2 separate regions of the Mus musculus genome follow, and region 2 is linked to region 1. The links are chromatin contacts, called in public ChIA-PET maps. All regions are on one chromosome and are shown on one strand. Each heading gives the region's core, a stretch centred on a gene start, on an enhancer-like site or on the middle of the called end of the contact. The rest is flanking DNA. Distances are from core to core; before and after follow the strand shown.

What was found. ChIA-PET counts read pairs in DNA pulled down with a chosen protein or histone mark.
Region 2: an RNA polymerase II ChIA-PET map of memory CD8 T cells shows a contact between it and region 1, with 77 read pairs. The contact joins two enhancer-like sites. A contact is called at or near these places in 2 of 484 Hi-C or Micro-C datasets (CD4 T cells and memory CD8 T cells), 4 of 115 datasets of contacts at active chromatin or transcription factors (CD8 T cells, embryonic stem cells, memory CD8 T cells and 1 more) and 2 of 9 other capture datasets (adipose tissue and liver).

The regions. Positions count from the first base shown.
Region 1 is chr5:28,398,409-28,404,605 of GRCm38.p6, forward strand. The region is part of intron 15 of Rbm33 (RNA binding motif protein 33); the gene reads left to right. Among named protein-coding and RNA genes, the nearest start is that of 9530036O11Rik, 65 kb to the right of the region's middle. Within about 2 kb of position 4,568, at least 29 of the 459 cell types and tissues checked have an H3K27ac peak or open chromatin away from gene starts, as enhancers often do. A contact at or near this core is called in CD8 T cells, memory CD8 T cells and regulatory T cell precursor, where this site is marked.
Region 2 is chr5:28,268,549-28,274,739 of GRCm38.p6, forward strand. No RefSeq gene overlaps it. Among named protein-coding and RNA genes, the nearest start is that of Gm35524, 22 kb to the right of the region's middle. Within about 2 kb of position 1,278, at least 98 of the 459 cell types and tissues checked have an H3K27ac peak or open chromatin away from gene starts, as enhancers often do. A contact at or near this core is called in CD8 T cells, memory CD8 T cells and regulatory T cell precursor, where this site is marked.

The DNA of each region.
Region 1 (6,197 bases), core at 3,318-5,817:
TGACACATAAAAGCTTCCCTGCTTTTGCTATAGAAAAACCCATGCTTGGGTAGTTGTCTATCTTGGCTGCTTCTGGGATTCTGTGCTGCTGCTGTTTCTTCTTTCTCTTCATCATCACCATCTTCATCATCATCTCAATTTTCTGCCTATAAATGCTAGGTCTGGTGGCTGGGAGGAGTTCTAGAAGAAAATCGGTGGCAGATTAAAGTGTTCCTGAGGATTTAAAGAGGTCTGTGCTTCCTGCTGGCATTTGCAATGGCTACTGTTTGTCTAGGGTTGAGCATGTGCCACTCACATTTTCATTTCACTGTGGAGCAAACTGAGTCTCCACATAACGAAGCAGTAGGTCCAGACATCTGGTTGGGTTCAATTCTGAGTCTTGGCCCTATTTAATAATAAAAGCAAAGGTAGGAAACATCAAAAGTTTATTTCCTGTGACTGCTGGGACCATCAGTCCTTCTCTGATTAACCTTAGAAACAAGCAGTTAAAACAAAGCCTTCAGCCTCTTCTGGCTCCTGAGAGGTGAAACCCAGCTCACCTCTGAGTGACCTTGGTTACTTGATTTACATCTTTGCTTATCAGTAAAACAAAGGCCTAGTTCCTTTCCGGGAACTATCCTTTGGTTGAAGGGAGAAAGTGGAAAGTAGGCAGATACTTTATCCTGATCCCGGTTATGAAAGATTTAGAAATTTGGCAGCAAACTAAGTAAACAGTTGTCTTCTTTGAGCACATGGAGAAGTGGGAGAGACTCAGGACCCCCACCCAGCAGGAAAGCTGGCTGGTCCGCAGTGGGCTTCTTTGTATTTGTTTTTAAAGGCTGTCCTACTATCCCGTGGAAGACCTCAGTTGATCTATGGGAGCTTGCTTTGGAAAATGGGGTGAATTTGTCCCTCTTCTTCCCTGTCTTAGAGAGGCAGTGAGGGTATCTCCGTCCTTCTCACCAGGCTTCCTTTAGAGACAGTGTGTGGGTCCCTCTTTCTGTGGGTCACAGGCTAAATTTCGTTTTGTTACATCTTGGATGAAAGAGAAAATTTGAGGCCTTGTCCCTTTCCCACATCCACCAGGGGTTTCTATCTTGTACTGCATTTGCTCCTCCACCCCCACCCTCTGTCTCTCTGTATTTCAATGTCCATTTATGACTAAGTAATTTCTCTTCCTCCGGTGGTTTATGAGAAGATTGGAGGTACAGAGTGCTGCCTTAGGCCAGAGGCACTAGAGACTGTAGCTACACACTGTATAGTGCACCAGCCTAGCCTGGGGTCTCACCCAGAGCCATATGTTTGATTTCTGGTCTCCTTTTAGTCTGGAGCAGTCTCTTGGTTTTTATGTTGCTTGCCTTTGACCTTTTAAAAGACTACAGTCTGTGATTTTTGTGGCCTTTGCTGTAATTTACATCTTATCTATTGCTTCTTCTGATATGTTTGAGGTTGTTTGTGTTTGGCAGGCTCGACATAGAAGGGAATGTGTCCTTGGTGTGGCTGTGCAGACTTGCCCTATATTGCTGAGATTAGCTTTAATGACTTAGGTGAGGCAGTGTTTGCCAAGTCTTTTCTACAGCTGGCCTTACCCACTGTAAGTTGTAGTTGGGAAGGAGCTCTGAGTGCCCCACTTACTACACTATCTTCTTACCATCCAGCACTGATGTGTCCAGTTCTAGTGTGCCTTGTGTATCTGCTCTTACTTGTTCATTTTCTTAACTTTAGTCAGCTTTGTGAGGTTTGGGTTTTTCAGTGAACTGTCACGGCCATTATTTACGTTGATGCTAGATCTCATCATGATTCGCTAGAGGGGCTCTCTTCTTATTGGCTTCTGTGTCCATAGAGAACTCTCCATTGTTCTTTGAATGTATGCTTATTTCCCTATACTCAAACTCTTGTTTGATGTGTCTCAGCCTTTTTCTGTGTGGCTCTGGGGTGGGTCTTTTCTTTAGAAGTCTTTAGTTCCTTGGAACACAGATAACAGGGGCTGCTGTGTTCATCAGCTTCTCATTACTGTGAAAAGGTGAGTAATTGGTTTTAAAGAAGAAAAAAGGTTTACCTTGTCTCACCAAGTCAGGTTTTGAGCCACAGTTTCTAAGCCTCACCTCTTCAGCGTTATACAGAGAAGGCCTTCTTTTCTCCTAGCAGCTGGGCAGAGGAAGAGAAAGGAGCTGAGGTCATCTCAAAAATCTCTCCAGTCATTAGCTTTCCCTGAGATGACACGAAAAAATATTTGCCCATGGATTACAGTGACAGACAAAATACAATTCTACCCAAATCCACCTTGGTAAGCCAATGAGTTTACAGAGCATAGAGGAAGGGTAACTTACAAGGATGTAAGTGACCTCCAAGTTGTATCACTACCATGTCCCACTCCATTGTAGACAACGACCTCATAAAAGATGCATCATGGAGTTCTACTTTTCAGTGAAGCTCCCATGTCTTATATATGCTAGCATTTCCTAAGATCATTTATAGCTGCAGGAGGGCAGGAAAGAGCCATGGCAGAATCCTAGGTGAGACTCTGGGACCATCTCTTCCATTACAATTACAATGACCCATTGTAACCATTATTTTGCCCTGGCTGCTGAGCCATAGTATTCTCTATCCCAAGATGGCCTCATGTTATGCTTAGGAAGAAAAGTGCCATATAACTGGGGCACTTTCTGATGCCCTATTCAGTCTTCCAGGAACACCACAGGTTGGAGATCAACCACATCTTTAACCATGGCCTTTGGAGGATATGTAAGATCATGGCTATCAGTGGTCAGGACACCATTGTCCTTAATGCAGGTCTGTGCTTTGTTCTGGGAGTTGCAAAGATCATCAAGTTGCAATCATCAAGGTACTGCTGAGCCGGCTGGGTTTTACTGAGATTTCCTATATCTTGAAAGATTATTGGCAGACAATATATACATATGTATATCTTTTTTTTTCTTTTACTACATTCTATTAGAGTTATATGGTAGTCAAAGAGAAATCGAATATATTTGAATCTTTGAAGTGAGTCTCTTTTGTACCTCAGGGGCTAGCCAAGATCTGCTTCTGTGATACTACTAGCCAGGACATAGGACACTTAATGGGAGGAGAGGCTATCTGGGGACTTGCCCTTCAGGGTAAGATCTTTGGATTCTAGTGTTTATGCATTTTGGTGAGGCTTCTGGCTGCCCCAGTTACTCAGGGAGGAAGGACATGCTAACAGCAGTGAGATCTAATAAGAGCCTGCAGAGAAGCCATGGTCTCAGTTGTCACAGCAGATATGACATGAACTGAGGCACTAGGCATTTGTGGTGATTGAGCTGCATACAAAAGCAGGCCTGCCTTTGTGGATGGAGCTCTGTAGTAAACTGAGCACTCCGTGGATTTTGAGTGTATAATAGGTACAAGCAGAAGTAAAGTGGGATGGGCAACATAGCAAGGAGACCTGGAGAAATGAATGGCTTCTGAGTGGAGTAAAGGAGTGGGTCTTTCTGGTATGTGTGTAGGGAGTGGGGTGTGTAACTGTAGCAGTTCCTAACTGAAGGAAGGGCATTGGGTTGAGTACAGAGAGTAGGAGAGTCTGGAAATGGGCCTTGCATAGGTTCTTTAGGTCTTAATTCTTAGAACAGTGGGAGCCACTTGAAAGTTCTGATGAGTTGATGGTCTCACTTTGTTTTGCTGGCTTAAGGGAGGGAAAAAAACCTAGGAAAAAAAGAAAATTGGCAGTTTTGTTTGTTTTCCAGATTTGGGGTTGGATTCTATTTTAAGCATAATATAAAGAGGACATAAGGCATAACTAATCACCTTAGTGTTGAGGTTGTGATGAATAGAAGCATAACATTTTAACCCTCCGTTACTTTGGGAAGTACCAGCCTGATAGAGAGTTGCACACCCGTCTTTAGTCCCAGGCTGATGTAGAAAGTTCCACATCCCCTTCTTGTTCTCTGGAGGTGCCTGCCCATTCTTGAGCCTCTATTTTTTATTGCTCAGGACTGCTGCTGTTCTGGGATCCCTGCTGGTGCTTCTGCACATACTTTGTCCTGCCTGCTGACTAGAGCTTCTCATGCTTTAGAGCTTCTGGTCCCTGCTCTTGGAGGAGCTTTCTGCCTTCTCCCCATGTTTGTCACTAGACCTTAGGACAGTGTCAAGGGCATTAGAAATACTTGAAGCTGAAGGTGTCTGCATAGCTGGATTTCTGGTATCAAAGAGGTGGAGAGGACATGGAATCTCTGCAAAACATCTGAGAGTGAACAGGATAGTTGTCCCCTAGCCTTGTGAGTGATATTAGGAAGTGAGCAATACAGGAGCAGGGCCTGGAATAACATTGGTCTTTACTGTTTATCTTTGCAACCACCTTCTGCTTTTCCCTTCAAACTCCTTTTCATTTGGTTTGCTGAACAGGATTGTTTTGTGAGATCTGTTTGCTGTATTTGAACTTTAAAACTGCTCACATTTATTTTGGTGAGAGGGTGTGCCACTGTTTATGTGTGGAGATCAGAAGACTTACGGAAGTTGTCTCTCCATCATGTGGGTCTCAGGGGTTAGAGCTTAGTCATCAGGCTTGCCATCAAACACCCCTACCCACCCACTGAACCATCTTGTCTGCCTGCTGTTTTGAACTTTGAAGTGGTAGATCTGTCACATTTGCTAGTTTGAAACTGTTACTTAGAGGACATAGCTCTGCCCTACTTGGTTGGTTCTGGCAGAAGCTAGCTTTGTAGGGCAGTCTGGCAGCACCTGGGCACAGCCTAGGTAGCTCAGATGGAAGTAGAACTGACTGTAACTGTGGTCTTTGGTATATAGGACAAGACCATGAATAGAGTTCTGAGGAGACTGTTGGTGACATGGGTGGGGCAGTAGGTAACAGATTTGCACTGGGCAGACCTGCAGGAACAAAATTGCCCCTGAAACCTGAGCTCTTGAGTTTGAAGACCCAGTTCACAGCCCCACTGCTTAGGAAGCCTTCATATTGGAAAGGACCCAGAATCTCACTTCCAATACATTTTCCTTTTCACCTGGTAGATTTGTGCCATCTGCCCTGGACAGCGTTGTTTCTCCTCAGAGGCTTTTAGGGTTTTGGTGGTTTTCTTGTTTTTTTACTTTTTGTTTGCTTGGTTTTTAATTTAAAGACTAGCTAATTCTTCTCTCATACCTAACTAATCTCAGAGTGGAGGATTATTACAAGGTGAATAACCTGAATGACTGACACGCTCTCGTATAGTAAAACGTGTGCTAAGTGAATCCCCATGAAGGAAAGTCCAGTAGTTAGGTCTGGCTGCTCAAGTAGCTTTTGTCTTCTGGATTTGCTTTGTAGTTGTTTTCTGGACCATTATCTGAAATAATGTCCAGATTTCTGTCCCCAGTGTGCTTGCTGGCATGTAAGCATGCCTGATGAATGTAAGGTACTCTCACATCTCATAGCAGCACCCTAGGCAAGGAGGTTAGGGCTGGCCTGTTTCTGTCCTGTCTCTCATGTAGTCCAGCAGTCTACAGAGAGAAAATAGAGTTCTACACATATGTGTACTTAGAAACTTTACATAGCTTGCATATCTTTTATTGTGCTGATCCCAAAGGAGCCTCCTAGAGATTGCTGGGATAGGCCTGTATTGTTGTCCTTAATAGAAACCTGTGCAGCAAGGGTTGTGGCTGTACCATCATCTACACTGCTGGTGACAGTGAAGTGTGGACTTATCAGAAGGAGAATTCATAAAGAGGCTGCCCTGGGACACCATGCCACTGTCCTTCTGTGTGTCCTGACAATGTTATCAGTCCTTTCAGTGCTGAGTATCAAATGTCTGTCATGAGTACAGAAATTAATTTAATGTCACCTGAAGACATGCAATTAATCTTTTAGAGGTTTTCATAATACCTTTACAGAAAGAGTTGCCAGTTTGGCGGATTTGGATTTTGGGGTTTAGAAGAAGATAAGGAAAATTAATTTTTCATCAGGGTTAATACAAGCTAGCAGGGCCACAAAGGCTGAGGAAAATGATTGGGGAATTTGTCAAGTGTTGTCACTCCAGAATAATGCTGCTTAACGCCTGATAGGTATAATCAAGGGCTGAGGTTCTATGGAGAGGGATTAATCAATTTGCCTGCTAGTGAATGCAACTCAGCGATACCACTTCTTCATGGGCTTTAAAGAATGAAAATAAGATTTGATCTGTCAAATTGCAAGAAGCCCTGACAGTGTCAATGGGCATTTTTATCTGTACATTTAAACCATTTGTTATAAATAA
Region 2 (6,191 bases), core at 28-2,527, 130 kb before region 1:
TTTGTTTTATAATTTTACTGTCGAATCTTAAGTCCGAAGACCTCTGATCTTGAAGGCAGGTCTACCCCACAGTATCTCTGGGCAGTGCGGGCCTTCTGCTCTGGTGGTGAAAGTTCTTTCTTTCGCTTTCAGAGGCACGGAGGACTCAGCACTGGGCATTTTGACTTAGGAGGCAGGAGCTGGGAAGTCTGTATTTGGCCCTGCTGCCAACATTCTTATTATCCTTCCAGCTTACTGAGGGCTTTTTTTCTTCTCCTGCATCCTCATCTCTCCCCTGGGCTTTTCTGCTGCACAAAACAGGAAAAAGGCAGAAAAAGCCCCCCTTCAGGTTGACCATCCAGTGGGCATAGGAAGTCAGACATTTTAAAGCCAGCAAAGGCTCAAGAGTCCCCTGTGCAAATATGCAGGATAAAGGGGTTCAGGGCAACTTGTAGTTCTCCAGCAGGTCTCAGTTGCATTTCAAGATCACGTCTCCTCTGTAGCTGAACACAGGGAGTCCTGAGACTGTCACCCACTACAATGGGGATTACAGTTGTCTTTTCCTATGTAGGGAACGTGACTTTGCAACCATGAACTCTCACTTATCTGATGTGAGCCTTCAGTTTGGGAGCTGACCCCTGAATACCTGTTGTTCTGCCTCTCTGTCCCACCCAACACCGTGTTAAGTTATTCCTGGTGCCATTCCTTGTCCAGCACCCATCAAGGGCAGATATGTCCAGTCTTTGGGGCTTTGGCTATAAAAGGACTGCTGCCATGTTTATGCAGCTTGGACAGTATGATGCAATGTTATGGGGATAAGGAAGGTCCTTCCGATGTTGGAAAGGTACTCTGGGGTGCATCACAAAGCTTTCCTCTCCCCTGTGTAACCCCAGGCCTTCCTTGGGCATCTGGATGTATCACTCAGACCAGGGACACCTTGGGATTTAAACAGCACTATCCCTTGCATATAAGCCAATAGTGACTGAACATCCACACTTCGGGGCAGGCAGTGCCCTGAGCTCTGAGATAAGCACTGGCCTATATGTCTATCATTCTTATCATCAAGTCCAGGCAAGTAAGTTGGAGCTGGTCTCAGATTCCTCCTTTATGCAGTGCCTTCCAAGGCTGCAGTGAGTGTGAGGTTGTAACGGGCAAGTGGCTCCAGGGTGAGTGCTCTGCTCCTCAGGCAGCTGCCTCCCCAGGCATGGGTGTTGCCTACTGGGCACATTAGGGTTTGAATGTAAACTGTCTCCCACAGGCTCGTGTGTTTGAAGTGGTTTCTGACGCTGTTTGCACAGCCTGTGTAGGTTTTAGAAAGTGAAGTGATCACTTTAGAAAGTGATCCTGGAGGAAGTGGCTCAATGAGGGCGTGCCTTGAGGCTTTTTGGCTTCGCCCTACTTCCTGTTTGCTCTTTCCTGGAGTGTAGATGTAATGTGGCCAGCCTCCTGCTCTTGCCACACTTTCCCTAATATGACATTCTCTAACCCTCTGGAACTGCGAGCCAAAATGAATCTCTTCTCCTCGGAGTTGCTTTTGTTAGGTTTGTTTATTGTGGTACGTAACTAAGACAGGAAGCTGGGGAATGCTTGCCATCTAGACTCAGGTCCCCAACTTGTAAAGTAGATTGTGGTGGTGAAGTGTCAACATATCAACGACTGGTGAACCATTCTTTTTTGTTTCTAGAAAACACCAGCCGCCTAACTTCTGACTGAAGAATAGCCTGACGTTGCCAATGCTGCAGGTGCCATTCTGTCACCTAGGCCAGATGTGGCAGCATGACACAGGAGAGTTCACTTCCACCCTAGGTATCCAGCTGAGTCAGACGTCTGAACTTTAGATGCCAGCCCTTGGGCCAGTGCAGGTCCTTGGTTTTCAGCCTCTGACTGAGAGTCACACTCTTGGACTCCCTGGATCTCCAACCCACACAGAGAGGCTGTGGGCTTTAGCTGTCGGTCACAGAGCAAATTCATTCTCTCTCTCTCTCTCTCTCTCTCTCTCTCTCATCTATCTCCCTCTCTCATCTATCTGTCTCTTTCTCTGTTTCTCTCTGTAAGACTCTCTCCTTTCTTTCTTCTTTAAAAAAAGTATTGCTCTCATATATTACAACCCAACTGCAGTTACCCAGCCCTCCCTTCCCCTGGTCTCTCTCTCCCACCTCTACTGATCCTCATGTCTACCCTCCCTCTGCTTCCCCTCAGAAAGGAGCAGGCCTCCCAGGGACATCAACCAAACTCAGCACGACACAGTATCAGTGGAGACCATAAGACCCAGCACATAGCATCACATCAAGACTGGACAAGGCAACCCGGTGGGAGGAAAGGGATCCCACAAGCAGGCAAAAGCATCAGAGACAGCCCCAACTCCCACTGTTGGGAGTCCCACAAGAAGACCAAGCCTCTCAGCCATAACACATATGCAGAGGGCTTAGGTAAGATCCATATACACCCCCTAATATCTGTGACCCCCACGAGTCCTGGGCAGTTGATTCTGTGAACCATGTTCTTATGGTATCCTCAACCCTTCTGCAGAGCTAGCTCTCTCAACAGCCCCCAGTATTTGCCTGTATCTTTACCTACACTTATATCCAAATCAAAGTTTATAAGCAAATCTACATTATGTGTCCATCTGTATCAGCATCTGTTTCTATTTCCGCATTACATTCATAGTCATATCTACCTCTATCATAGCCATGTTCATATCTATCTACATCACATCTGTCTTGGTCACTGTTCTATTGCTGTGAAGAGAAACCATGACCAAGGCAGCTGTTATAAAGAAAGCATTTACTTGAGGCTGTCTTACAGTTTCTGAGGTTTAGTTCATCATCTTCACAACAGGGAGCATGGCAATATGCAGGCAGGCACTGGTGCAGTTGCTGACAGCTACAACATGATCAATAGGCAGAGATAGAGAGACAGAGATAGACACAGAGACAGACCCTGGGCTAGGCATGGGGTTTTGAAACTTCAAAGCCCATCCCCAGGGACACACTTCCTCCAACAAGGCCACACCTCCTAATCCCTTTAATCCTTTCAAACAGTGCCACTCCCTGGTGACTAAGCATTCAGATATATGAACCTATAAGGGTCATTATTCAAACTACCACAGTATCCATATTTGTGTCTACCTATATATCCATGCCATGCCCACATCTACACCCATGTTCACATATACATCTGTGTTCACATATATACACATATCCACATCTACATCATGCCCACATCTACACCCATGTCCACATCTACACCCATATCCACATCTATACTCATGTCCACATCCACACCCATGTCCACATCTACATCTATGCTCTACTGATACTTATACCTGACAGCAATATCTACATGGAATAACTCCATCTGCTATTGGTTAGTTTTCTGGAGAACTTAGCACACAAAGGAATAAGAACAATCCTCTTCTCTGTGCCATGGAAAGGGCTGCATGCAGTCATTGGTGCAGATTTCTGCACAGGGAGCATTTCCTACTCACTGAGATGGCTTAGTCTGCAACTTTTTGATATTTTGGCATGATGTCTTCTATAGAGTTCATGTTCTAAAACTCCCCAATTACACTTACACACATTTATAGATACAAACACATATACACATAATACACATGCATATTACATATACAAACGCACAAAATAACAAAATACCTCAGTGTGTGTGTGTGTGTGTGTGTGTGTGTGTGTGTGTGTGTGATGGCTCAGCAGGTAAAGGTGCTTGCTGCCAAGCCTGACAACCTAAGGCTCAATCCCTTGCACCCACATGGTAGAAATAAAAAACCAACCTTCAAGCACATACTAAATAAACAATTAAAATATTTAAAGTCTCAGTGTTTTAAATACATTTTATTTCTAATAGGTTTTTTTTTAAAAGTTGACTGCATGAGCCAAGATGGTATTTATATAACTTAGCAAGCATCCTGGGTTGGTACTGTGCATCTCAAGGCCTGTTCTGTCTTCTAACAGACCTCTCAGAAGCCTCTTTAAGTATTGCTTGCACAAAGATGCTACAAGTAAAGCATAACTCAAGTTCTCACCACTTGACAACCTGGAGGCTGGGACTTAGCCAACTGCCCAATGAACCCAGTGTGTGCAACATTTCTGGAAGAGGCAGGAAGATTGTTGGCATATTTTATTATTATTATTATTTTATTGTATTCTTTTATCTCCACCTCCCTTCCAATCTTTATTCCACCCTAATCGCTTCCACACACACCCCCAACACTATGTAAGAGAGAAAGAAAGCAGTCAACAAAATAGACTACTTCCTGCTAGGATCTTTGAGTTTCTTGGGGCAAGTCCAATCTTCATTGTCAGACTATCCACCAGTCCAGCAATCCAGCAGTCCAGGAATCTAGCAGTCCACCAGCCTAGCAGTCCAGCAGTCCAGCAACCTCACAGTCCAGGAATCTAGCAATCCAGCAGTCCAGAAGTTCAGCAGTCCAGGAATTCAGCAGTCCAGCAGCCCAGCAATCCAGGAATCCACCAGTGCTACAATCCAGGAATCTACCGGTCCAGCAGTCCAACAATCCCACAGTCCAGGAATCTAGCAGTCTAACAGTCCAGTAGTCCAGCAGTCTGGAATCAAGCAGTTTAGCAATCTAGCAATCCAGCAATAGCAAGCACAACAGCATTAGGGGGCAGCAGCAGTGGGGAGCAACAGCTGCTACAGGCCCTCTGGGGTCTCTCGTATTTATACCCACCCAGAGTCCCCTGAACTTATCTATCTGCAACTGGCAAAAATCATGCCTTTCCCTAGAGCATGAGACAATCATAGTTAATGTCTGTGGACAAACTGAAGCAGCTGCATATCCCATACCCAGGAATAAAACACAAACATATTCATATAACATAACTGGGTTTTGTTGTTGTTGTTGTTTTGGTTTGGTTTTGGTTTTTTGAGACAGGGTTTCTCTGTATAGCCCTGGCTGTCCTGGAACTCACTTTGTGACCAGGCTGGCCTCGAACTCAGAAATCCGCCTGCCTCTGCCTCCTGAGTGCTGGGATTAAAGGCGTGCACCACCACGCCCGGCTCATAATTGTTTTTTTTTGTTTGTTTGTTTGTTTTTTTTTTTTAGGAAACCAAACTCTCACTACAGAGGATAAAGTTTCTAAGGCAAAAATGGTGTCTCTGCTTTTCTACACAGATCAACGGCCAGAGTAGGGGCTGTTGGGCTCACACGCAGGTATCTAGGTACTGGGACAGACTGTCCAACATTCCTGAGAATTATGGGGAGAGGGGAAAGGGATTCCCCTGAGATTCTGAGGGCAAAGAAACCTCTAAACTCAGTAGCCCTTCCCTGGTAAAAATGGTTAGATCTCCTTTGAAATAGATATGATAAGGGTATTAACATAGAAATTCACATTAAAAGAGCTGTGACCAGGTGGTATGGTACCCTCCAGGCAAAAAAAGAATGAATAAGAGAAAAAGCCAAAAATAATCTCAGCCCTCTGGGTGGGTAACGACCTCGTTTAGCAGGAGATGCATTTTTCTTTCCTTGAATTGTTTTGTCTCTTTTACTTAGAGCCCAAACCTCCTGGGTAAGGTCACATGACCTTCCTGCTCTAAACAGAACCAACAATAATGGCTTGTAAGCGTGTGTGGTTCTAAATAGACTCTAAACACCCCAAAAGGTGGATTTTGATGAGAAGTGACTTCCTGTCCCTTAGTGGGTGCCATCTGGAACAGCTAAGAAGAGCAGCAGGTGTATCCTCAGCATCCTTAGACCTGCACACTTCTGGCAGGGCCCAGGAGGCAGTATTGCCCTGGGTGTTAGCTTGGTTAAGAAGCTGAGGAGGAGCCCCCACCCCATTCAGCATGGGAGAACTCACCTCCTCCACCTCCTCTCCTATTCCCTTTGGTGTATCCCCTTGAGAAAGCTGGGAAGAGGTGTCTCATGGGTAGGATCCTGCTGGAGAAAGAGTGTAGAAACAAAAAGGCCCTTAATAAAGGCAAATATCTCCATACTTGGGCAACCAGCCCCTGACTGCTTGGAACTCGGACTTGAGAATTTGATGTCTGACATGAGCATTAAGAGCTAAATTCCTAATGAGACATCCCCCACCACCACCCATAGCTAGGCTCCAGAGAGACACATCTGCGTAATAAGGCAGAGGCTGCCACCTCTGCCTCATGTACAGATGTGTGGGATAGGACTGACCTCCCAGTCAATTGCTATAAAAGATTCCTATCTCTTCTCTGGGAGCTGG